Linked DNA regions of Xenopus laevis: region 2 is linked to region 1. A link is a contact called in public Hi-C data. All regions are on one chromosome and are shown on one strand. Each heading gives the region's core, a stretch centred on a gene start, on an enhancer-like site or on the middle of the called end of the contact. The rest is flanking DNA. Distances are from core to core; before and after follow the strand shown. Region 1 has its middle 15 kb from the start of LOC121401500. Region 2 has its middle 16 kb from the start of slc38a2.L.

Region 1 (4,914 bases), core at 1,714-4,213:
ATGTGTAAGGCTCCCTTGCGAGGCGACACAAATTTTTTGTGAGTTAGCTACACAGTTAAGGGTGCACTGAAACATATACTTCTATAATCAAACATTTACAAAATTTCAGGATCAAACTACTGGAAAATAACCTCCTCGCCATTACAGATTAAAATACAGAATGGCACCATGACATTCACACAATCCTAAATCAATGGAACAATGGAACAAATGACAAATAGTGTTGTATGCAGTCGAGAGACTGCTTTAACTGATTTTAACGCCATATTGTTTTGTATAAAGGGGTGCACAGTGCCTAAATTTATATTTAAATAAAGATACAATACAAACATCCTATATATTATTTTCCTAAGGGAAAAATAAATTTCTCTAATATAAAATGTAAAATTTGAGTACACATTTGTACATATATATATACTGGAAATATATATCAACAACCCTTTTAGGAAATTTTGGAACTTTTTTATTCTTTGTTCATGTTTATTGCTGTGCAGCACTGGTGACATTAGAGTACAGGCCAAGGCGTATCCTTGGCTTTATGGTTGAGATAGCCATGTGGACCAAAGCTGGTAGCTTTACATCATGTTGAATAAACTCTACAACCAAATCCTTCTGTATGTCAACTCTTTTTTTTTTTTTACTTTATGTAATACTAAAGGCTTAAAAGGATTCTGTCATGCGAAAACACGTTTTTTTTAAACACACCAGCTGACTTCTGCACTAAAATGTGTTTTTCAAAAGAGCAGATTTTTCTCATGTTTAATTTCGAAATCTGACGTTGGGCGATACATGTTGTTAGTTTCCCAGGTACCCCAGCTATGTGATTTGAGCTTTGATAAACTCTTTACTGCTGCACTGCAAGTTGGAGTGATATCATCCTCTCCCTTTCTTCACCAGAACCTGTCAAGAACAATGGAAATATAACAAGATAATGGCTCTCTGACCTGCATTGCTAGAAATGCTAGTGGTAGATTTGAGAATAGCAAGAGAAACAATATCTTATAAGTATTGTAGTTCCAGTGTGTATATACTGGCCCTTTCTGAAACCACAGGATCAGGCACAACGACCTGAGATAGTTGCCTACACACCAATATTACAACTTAAAAAAATAGGTTTGTTGGTTCAGGAATATAATTTTATACGGTGGAGTGAATTATTTGTTATGTAAACAATGTAATTTAGAGATAAAAATGACACCATAAAAATCGTGACAGAATCCCTTTAAGCATCCCAGGGCAAAATTGACATCAGGCCCTACATTTGCATAGGACCTTCCTTCCACCATACCATCAGCTTGCAACAGTGAGCCACCAGGTCTCCCAGTAGGCCCTACTGTGGTGCAGTTGCACCCCCTGCTTCCTACAACAATGACACTAATCCTTACCTCACATTGTCCTATGTTAGGTCAGGATAATACATTTTATAGGTTATCAACATAAACCCAATTTTTTACATAAGATGATTATAAGTTCTTATGTTCCCTGGTTCGCAACATTACTGTTTTATGCAGCATTAGATAAAGATAGCCTATTCAATCTAGTCGCTAGCTTTCCCTTCCTTTTTAGGAAACACTCTACTTTTACTTTATTAGGACCAATAGTCCAAGTCATTACATAGAATTCTCAGATAACAATACTAACTATCAGACCGACAATCTGTGGGTTCTGGCAAATGCCAGAGGGGCTGCTATAAGGTGCCATAGAAAGTCAGTATTTAGTGGGCTGGTGGGGGCTGTTTGGGCCTCTGTGTGGGCTGAGTGAGCCTCTATGTACTTGAAATGCTAGGGCCTATTTTAATTCTCAGTCCGGACCTGCTAACTATCAAATGTGATTTTAGGCATATCATCTGGTAGATCTTGGGCTAAGGAATGGTTTTTCAAGGCAAGTAACCAAATATATGCTTCTCCTATTTGCAAAACCATTTCTTAGAATGAGATCTAGAGTGTGGGGAAGCAGATGATTAGTAGCATTACTGTCATACAGCAGACCCTGTGACCAAGCAAGGGCCGGGGACCCAGACCTGGGGTCTGCTGTGTGGTAGCCCCCCCCTCCCCAGCCTCCTCTGCTGGTTAAACTTTGTAGCTGCCCAGTGGGTGTGAGGCACATCTAAGGAGGACCCCCTAAAAGATTTTTTGTGGGGAGGCCTTCCCTGTTCACGTTACAACACTGGCTGGTAGTCACAAGATATTTGTAAAGCAGATACTTTGGTCTGCCACAGGAAAAACACTGCATTGGATATTTTCTTTTGTTTAAGTTAAGACAATTATAACAAAGGTTTTATTGTACCTATTAACTTGCCTGGTATTATCATAGATGTTCAATAGAATCACAGATATTTATATAAGATGTATTACAAAGTACATACTGATGAATATAATTAGTACAGGTATCTTCAAGAAACAGGCTTTTTCCCCTTTATACCTTCACAAAATATCACACCGTTTAGTATTCAACTCAATCATATGAAAATGAATGCAACATTATTAGTATTTGACTAGAGATTCTTCCCTGTTTGACTAAAAAATTCTTGAAGCAAATTAATTTGTAAGTGTTCAATAACAGAAAGAGGGCATTAGTTTACTCTTGAAGCATTCACATATGTGCTAAGAGTAATTGGTTTTTTTAAGTCAGCCATGTCTGGATACTGTGATTAAGTTGCAGAAGGGTGGCCTATCTTATTTGTCCTTTCACACTAATTAGGTGTCATCCAGATGTGAATAGCATTCACATCTAACAGAAGACACAAGAGGGCTCATTTACTAATGCAAGGTACAGTGTAAAATGCAGCAATACACAATTTGACACTGCTTTGCATTGCAGCATAAAGTGCAAAGTACAGAGCACAGGGTTACTTCCACAGCTCCAATAGCATTCTGTACTCACACACAACTGACTTGTCCCTAATGAATAGCATACTTTGGTTGTTTCTGGCGCTGTGATCATTGCAGGATGTAATGGGACACTGCCGCTGAGTGTTGGTGTGTTGTTTAGCTTTTTTAGACTGTGGCCACGGAAACTATTGGAGGAGAGTGCAGGAGGTATAGAGCCACATACTTCTAATTGTTTAACTTGTGAGTTACATAGCAGCACCGCACTATCAATTTGACCTCTGTGTTTGCTTCAAGCCAGCAGGTACTTCTTGTACCATTTGTTGATCAGGTTTTAAACAAGTTATGAAGAAAATAGATAAATAAGTGCTTCACCAAGACAACCCCAACTACATTAATATATTATATAATAATATTATACGGTTATGGGATCTGTTATCCGGAAACCCGTTATCCAGAAATCTGTACTAATAAAACAGTACCTTGTACTTGATCCAAACTAAGATATAATTAATCCTTATTGGAAGCAAAATGCAAGGACATCGTCTATGCATGTTAGTATGTATGCTTAGAAACCCCTTAAAACATGAAGATGTGTTTTTAAGATGGTAGCTGGCTCTATCACTGTTTTCGTTATATTTGTAAGAAGAAGTATTTTGGGTGCTTAATGTGGAAGTTCACTTATTGTATGAAAGAGATCTAGCAAGCGTGACATTGCAACCAAACAGGAAGTTAAAAGTAGATTTTCACTGAAATGTACAGTGTTAAGCAATGTGCCCATTGTTGCACATCATGTATTGAATTTAAATGGTTTGTGTGAATCGAAAAAAGAACTACTCACAGTTTATTAGACTGCGTGCATGAAGATGTTCCATTCAGGAATAGAAAATAACAGAATGTCCCACAGCCTTGCTATTTAGTCTTTGATCTCTATGTCCTTGTCCGCAAAGGAATGGTACAGTGTCTGCTCTCTTAATTCACTTTTGAAGAGAGAGTACAAAGTACAGGAAGACAAATGACTGCAGAAACTGCGAATCAGTTCCTGTTAAAAAACCTGCTTGTGTGTACATCACGGATTGTTGTTTTTTTTTTTTTTTAAAAAAAATTAAGCCCAGTTAAGGAACTTACAGTTTCTGCATTTGTTTTATAAACCTGCCCTTTAGGGCTCATTTACCATCAGGAAAGCAATGTACAAAGTGCAAGGGACCATTTCTTTGCATTTTGTATGTGCCTTGTTTTCCTTTCTTGACAAATTGCTTTAAATGGCTGACCCCATGCCTGTGCTCACCAATGCTGTATTCATGAGGGTTGAGCAGGAGGAGGCATCCCCCTTTTCTGTTCCCTTACTTGTGCATCATTTTCAATGAGTTAGGCATCAGATGTTGTTCTCTACACCTTGCACTGTATTTTTTATACACCACAAGGTGCAGAGTGCAGCCAGACCCCAGGCAGAATAATCTCTTGACTCATGAGTATTAAGGGGCGCACAGTTGCCCCCCCCCATGTCTGCCAAAAACAATCTGCATTGGATATTTAGATTTTGTTTGGCAACAAATTTGCATGCAATATTTGGCTTGGCGGAAGAAAATACCATTCTTCCTGATGTCTGGAAAAAACCCTGAAAAAATTGTAAGATTCAGGTTTTCATTCGATCTTTTTGTGTTTGTGCTCAAACACATTAAATCAACTTTTTTTAAAAATAAATAAGGTAAAATCGGATATTGGAGTTTGGTTGTGTTTGTTTTATTTAAAAAATTAGATACATTTGGATTTTAGTAAATAACCCTCCCATGTTAATTTGCACAATTCATTTATTATTGCATTGTATTCTTCACTTTTAATTCTAATATTTTCTAGGATCTCTTCCCTGAAAACCATAAAGATCACTTCTGTCCTTAAGAGGCTTCTAAATATAATATATTCTGAGAAAATAAAAGGTGCTTTTTCTTCTTGTTCAACACACAAACATGAGCTTGGAATAACTTTATTTACTATTTTGCCTATATTTATCACCCAGGACTATAGGCTTTGGTCTCTGTTGTTAGAGCAAGAAGCGGGTTACTCATCTGTTGCAAAGTGTGCTTAG
Region 2 (4,914 bases), core at 851-3,350, 65 kb before region 1:
AGATGTTGCTAAGCGTGGCATAAAAGTTAATCCATCCCTATAAAGACACCACTACCCAGAGTCGTCTCTCATGCTGCCCACCCTGAATTATATAATTTACTGAGATGTGTTCCAAACAAATCCAATCTCTTTTTTAACGTTTCTTTTTAAATTTATGTGCAAATATTTCAGATATTTGTATTTAGTACCCATTCAAGAAAAAAAACCCAAATATATAAAAAAATAAATATATAAATAAAAATATTTAGCGATACGAAGGAGAGAATTCACCTTCCAAACCCTCCATTAGCATTCATGTCACAGGTAATACATACATATTTAATGCGCATGCTTCAGGTTTCAAGCCAGCACGTTAGCTTTAGCTCAGATGTGCTGGGTTACATTACCTAATTGAAAATTGAGTTTGTGAAGTACAGGAAATGCATCATTATAATTATGATTCTAACAGGACAATAACCAAGTGAATATTACATGTTTTTTTAAATCAGGCGACAGTTCGCTCTGGCGAATGGACGTTACTCCGCAAATTCACTAGAATACGGATTTTACTGAACGTTATCTCTTTCCCCAGACTGGCCTTCTCCAGCTCAGACCAGGCAAAGTGCACTGGAGTGCATAGATCTTCCTCAGTCTTCACTTACATCATATTCTGTGATCCGAAAATGCATCAAAAAAGTTCAAAAAACGCTGTAGTCTTTTTCCTTATTTCAGAGTGATAGGCTGCAAAAGTCCTTAAAATGTTTTTTAGGGTAACCAGCTTTCGCCATACATTTTCTAATATGGAACATTAACTTTACACTGGGCTCATGTAGGGCATTATAACAACTCTATTGTCTTTATTAAGCTTCCCTGGACATGTGTAATAAACAGTGTAAATGTAAAGTATTTGCTGCAACATAAAACAAAAAGAAGTCCATACAACTTTCAATTTCCCGCCATATGCAAATTTTCACTAGCCAGAAATGAACGCTAGCGTATCTGCGATTTGAAATGCTCACATTACCGAAGTACCGCCAGTGAAAAAGCGCCAGTGTTCGGCGTTGGCGAAATGTTGCACTGGGTGCGAAGTGGAATGGGCGAATTTTCACCGGTTGGTAAATCTGCCCCCTAGTGTGTGCCCCAAGGTTGGGATTTTCATCATCGGGACAAGAGCAAAGGGGATTGGCTTTCCACAAGCCCGGGCCGGCGTAACAGTAGGCAGAGACCTTCTCAAATGGCTTTTTTTAAAATCAAAAACCTTCAGAGAGCCATTAAAAATGTATTGTTTTAGTTGATTTTCTGGGGGTTACTTTTATCATTTCAAAATTATCTGTGCAAACACATATGTAGTGGGTCTGGTACTTGGCTAGTTTCTAGTCAAGGGACTCCATAGAAACTCTGACTTTGGGGTAGGATTGACACTACCCTGGAGAGAGCTTCAATGAATCCCAACCCTCCCAAATGTCTACTTTTTTAATTTGTATGGCCAGCAGGGAGTGATCTGCTTTTATCGCTGATTTCACTTCAGGTTACTCCTGGAGCTATGGCTGCATGATGTCTGTATATACAGATACATTAACCGGCCACTAGGTAAAATGCAAAAAACTCACCCGTTGTTATTGTGTAAACTTTCTACTTCTCTGAAGTTTTGTTGGTAGCTGAAAAACTTAAAAACATTCTCACCACACCCTATTTCCCAGTGCTGGCTGATGATACACTGGAAAACTTACACAGGCAAAGCTGTGCTGGAAATTCTCTTCTTTAGAAAAAAAGACAATGATTTATTGAAACATTAATGCCTGCTGGACAACCTACTGTTACCTTTTTAAATATTTGCTCTTTCCATGCTGTATTGGTTGCATTTAGACATGTGCACAGCACTGACGTTTGCTGTATACAAAAGAAAAAAGCCTTGTTATTTACCTGAAAATTTCCACAGAAGCCTGGAAAAAAAGCACAATTTCAAAACAGGGCTAAAAACAAAATGAATGCTTCTAATAATATAAACATTAGTGTTTGAATATAAGAGAGGACACTGGGATGGTACTGGGATGAACCGTGTTGCATTCACTTTTCATGCATATTCATGCAGTTCTACGTAGTTACTTCAAACGTATTGCATGGCAACTGTACAACAGACCTGATAGAAACAGCTGCCTATCTGCAGTCAGGGTGACTGAACGCTCTGTAACTGAGAGGAAAAGTTGTAGAGCCAATGCATTCTACACAGTAAAAAATACAGAGCCGTTTTCTTTTTCAGTTGGAAGCAGACCAATATGTTGGCAAATTATATTATATATATATATATATTTATATAACAATATTTTTATCTGGAAAGGTTATTGTTGTGTTGCTTAGTGTTATAGACTGGCCAATTCTAAGCAATTTTTCAATTGGTCTTCATTATCTGTTTTTTTAATAGTTTTTTAATTATTACTCTTTAAATCTTTCAAATGGGTGTCACTGACCCCACCTAAAAAAAGCTCTTTAAGGCTACAAATTGACCATTATTGCTACTGTTTATTACTCATCTTACTATTCAGGCCCTTTTCTATTCACATTCCAGTCTCTTTTTCATTTCAGTGCATGGTTGCTAGGGTAATTTGGACCCTAGAACCTAGGCATTGAAAGGACTGTAAATGATTTTTCTAAGTTGGCAAACTGGGCAGCAAACTGGAAAATGAGGTTCACTGTTGATAAATGCATGGTTATGCACTTTGGCAAAAATAATATAAATGCAAGTTATACACTAAATGGCAGTGTGTTGGGAGTTTCCTTAAATGAGAAGGATCTTGGGATTTTTGTAGATAACAAGTTGTCTAATTCTGGGCAATGTCATTCTGTGGCTACTAAAGCAAATAAAGTTCTGTCTTGCATAAAAAAGGGCATTAACTCAAGGGATGAAAACATAATTATGCCTCTTTATAGGTGCCTGGTAAGGCCTCATCTGGAGTATGCAGTGCAGTTTTGGACTCCAGTCCTTAAGAGGGATATAAATGAGCTGGAGAGAGTGCAGAGACGTGCAACTAAATTGGTTAGAGGGATGGAAGACTTAAATTATGAGGGTAGACTGTCAAGGTTGGGGTTGTTTTCTCTGGAAAAAAGGCGCTTGTGAGGGGACATGATTACACTTTACAAGTACATTAGAGGGCATTATAGACAAATGGCAGGGGACCTTTTTACCCATAAAGTGGATCACCGTACCAGAGGCCACCCCTTTAGAACAGAAGAAAAGAACTTTCATTTGAAGCAACGTAGGTGGTTCTTCACAGTCAGGACAGTGAGGTTGTGGAATGCACTGCCGGGTGATGTTGTGATGGCTGATTCAGTTAATGCCTTTAAGAATGGCTTGGATGATTTTTTGGATAGACATAATATCAAAGGCTATTGTGATACTAAACTCTATAGTTAGTATAGATATAGGTATATATAATTTGTGTGAAAGTAGGGAGGGGTGTGTGTATGGATGCTGGGTTTTCATTTGGAGGGGTTGGACTTGATGGACTGTCTTTTTTCAACCCGATTTAACTATGTAACTATGTAATTCAGTACATCATACTAAAAGTTTACTCAACGGTGAACAACCCCTTTAAGTTACTCATTGGTATGGTCAATTATTCTACCATTTTGCTTTTTAATATTTGATATGGTTATATACATTTGCAATTGTATTTATCTAGATGGTCTTCTCTCAAATTCTGTTCCTGCCCCACCCACATCTCTTTGTATGAAAAAAAAGAACACCTGAACATTGTAGTTTACAAAATGTTAGTATTACTATAAAGTCTATTAATAAGCCAAGCAAGTAAATAATTCCAAACAAACAACAAAGCAGCAGTAGCAGGTTTTCTTTATTTAGATTAATTAAAACCAACAGTGTCTCACTAAAACTTGTGCCTCACCAGCACCACTTATTGGGCTGCTGGCTCTAACAAACTAAAGTATTATACATTAATACACATGGATTTTATAAACAAACAAGCCAGAGATGTCAAGCTTCCAACTGTCAAGCCAACGACAGCTCTTAAAATATAGAGCCTGCTATTAGCCTTCTTAGGATTTGAGGAAAAAGAAACATGTCTGTTTCAAACTGTACAGCAGACTAGTAAATTAATCATATATTGGTTGGTAAGTAGAACTTCCTAGATTTAGAAGTACAATCTATGTAAAATGAAAGCAGTATTTTATATAGGGACCCTTTGCAAGCTAACTGATCCATTACCTAGGATGTCACAACTTGTGATCCTCCAGCATGTCTCATTATCCATAGGTAGGTGAAAACTTCCAGAGCATTTTGGGGCTTTAAGCTGTACGGCCACAGATTGGACATGCCTATAGTATTAATTAAATGCTCTGCCAGTCAGACATGTTATTGCAAAGAGTTTATCTGAATCAAAATTATATTTAAATGGAGTTAGCAATACATTTCCATTATATTTACAAAGGATTCCATCTTTAAATAGTTGTTCATAGTTTGTTGCATAGGTCCGTAATAAATGATACAGGTCCATTTCTAGCAATCTATTAAATACACAGAATGATTTATAAGCCTGGGGCCAACTGGGCTATTTTCTTGTGACATGTAAGGGCAGAGACACACGTGGAGATTCAGGGATAAATCGCCTCTTCTTCGGGCAATTAATCTCGCCAAACTGGCTTCTCAACGGCTAGGATCTAATCGCCGGCGGGATGGCACGGGGCGGGGGCACTTTGTTTTCCGAAGTCGCCTCACGAGAAAACTTCGGGCGACTTCTGAAAATGAAGTGCTCCGAGTGCCATCCCACCGGCAATTTAGAGTCTGAATCTCCACGTGTGTCTCTGCCCTAAGAGTTGCAGAGCAGTAGCTGAAAATACAGCCGAGGGGGGCCTAGACATTACCACCAACCTGCTGCCAATTGAGAGAGTGTAACCAGAGGAGAATTTCCCCTTGCAACA

What was found. A called contact is a pair of places that touch in the nucleus more often than the background predicts.
Region 2: a contact with region 1 is called in a Hi-C map of the XTC cell line, with 4 times the contacts expected there. The contact joins two enhancer-like sites. A contact is called at or near these places in 3 of 4 Hi-C or Micro-C datasets (the XL177 cell line, the XTC cell line and animal cap).

Annotation. Positions count from the first base shown.
Region 1 is chr3L:70,344,455-70,349,368 of Xenopus_laevis_v10.1, reverse strand. No RefSeq gene overlaps it. Among protein-coding and RNA genes, the nearest start is that of LOC121401500, 15 kb to the left of the region's middle. Within about 2 kb of position 2,963, at least 2 of the 7 cell types and tissues checked have an H3K27ac peak or open chromatin away from gene starts, as enhancers often do.
Region 2 is chr3L:70,408,632-70,413,545 of Xenopus_laevis_v10.1, reverse strand. It overlaps a transcript of slc38a2.L not described here. Among protein-coding and RNA genes, the nearest start is that of slc38a2.L, 16 kb to the right of the region's middle. Within about 2 kb of position 2,100, at least 2 of the 7 cell types and tissues checked have an H3K27ac peak or open chromatin away from gene starts, as enhancers often do.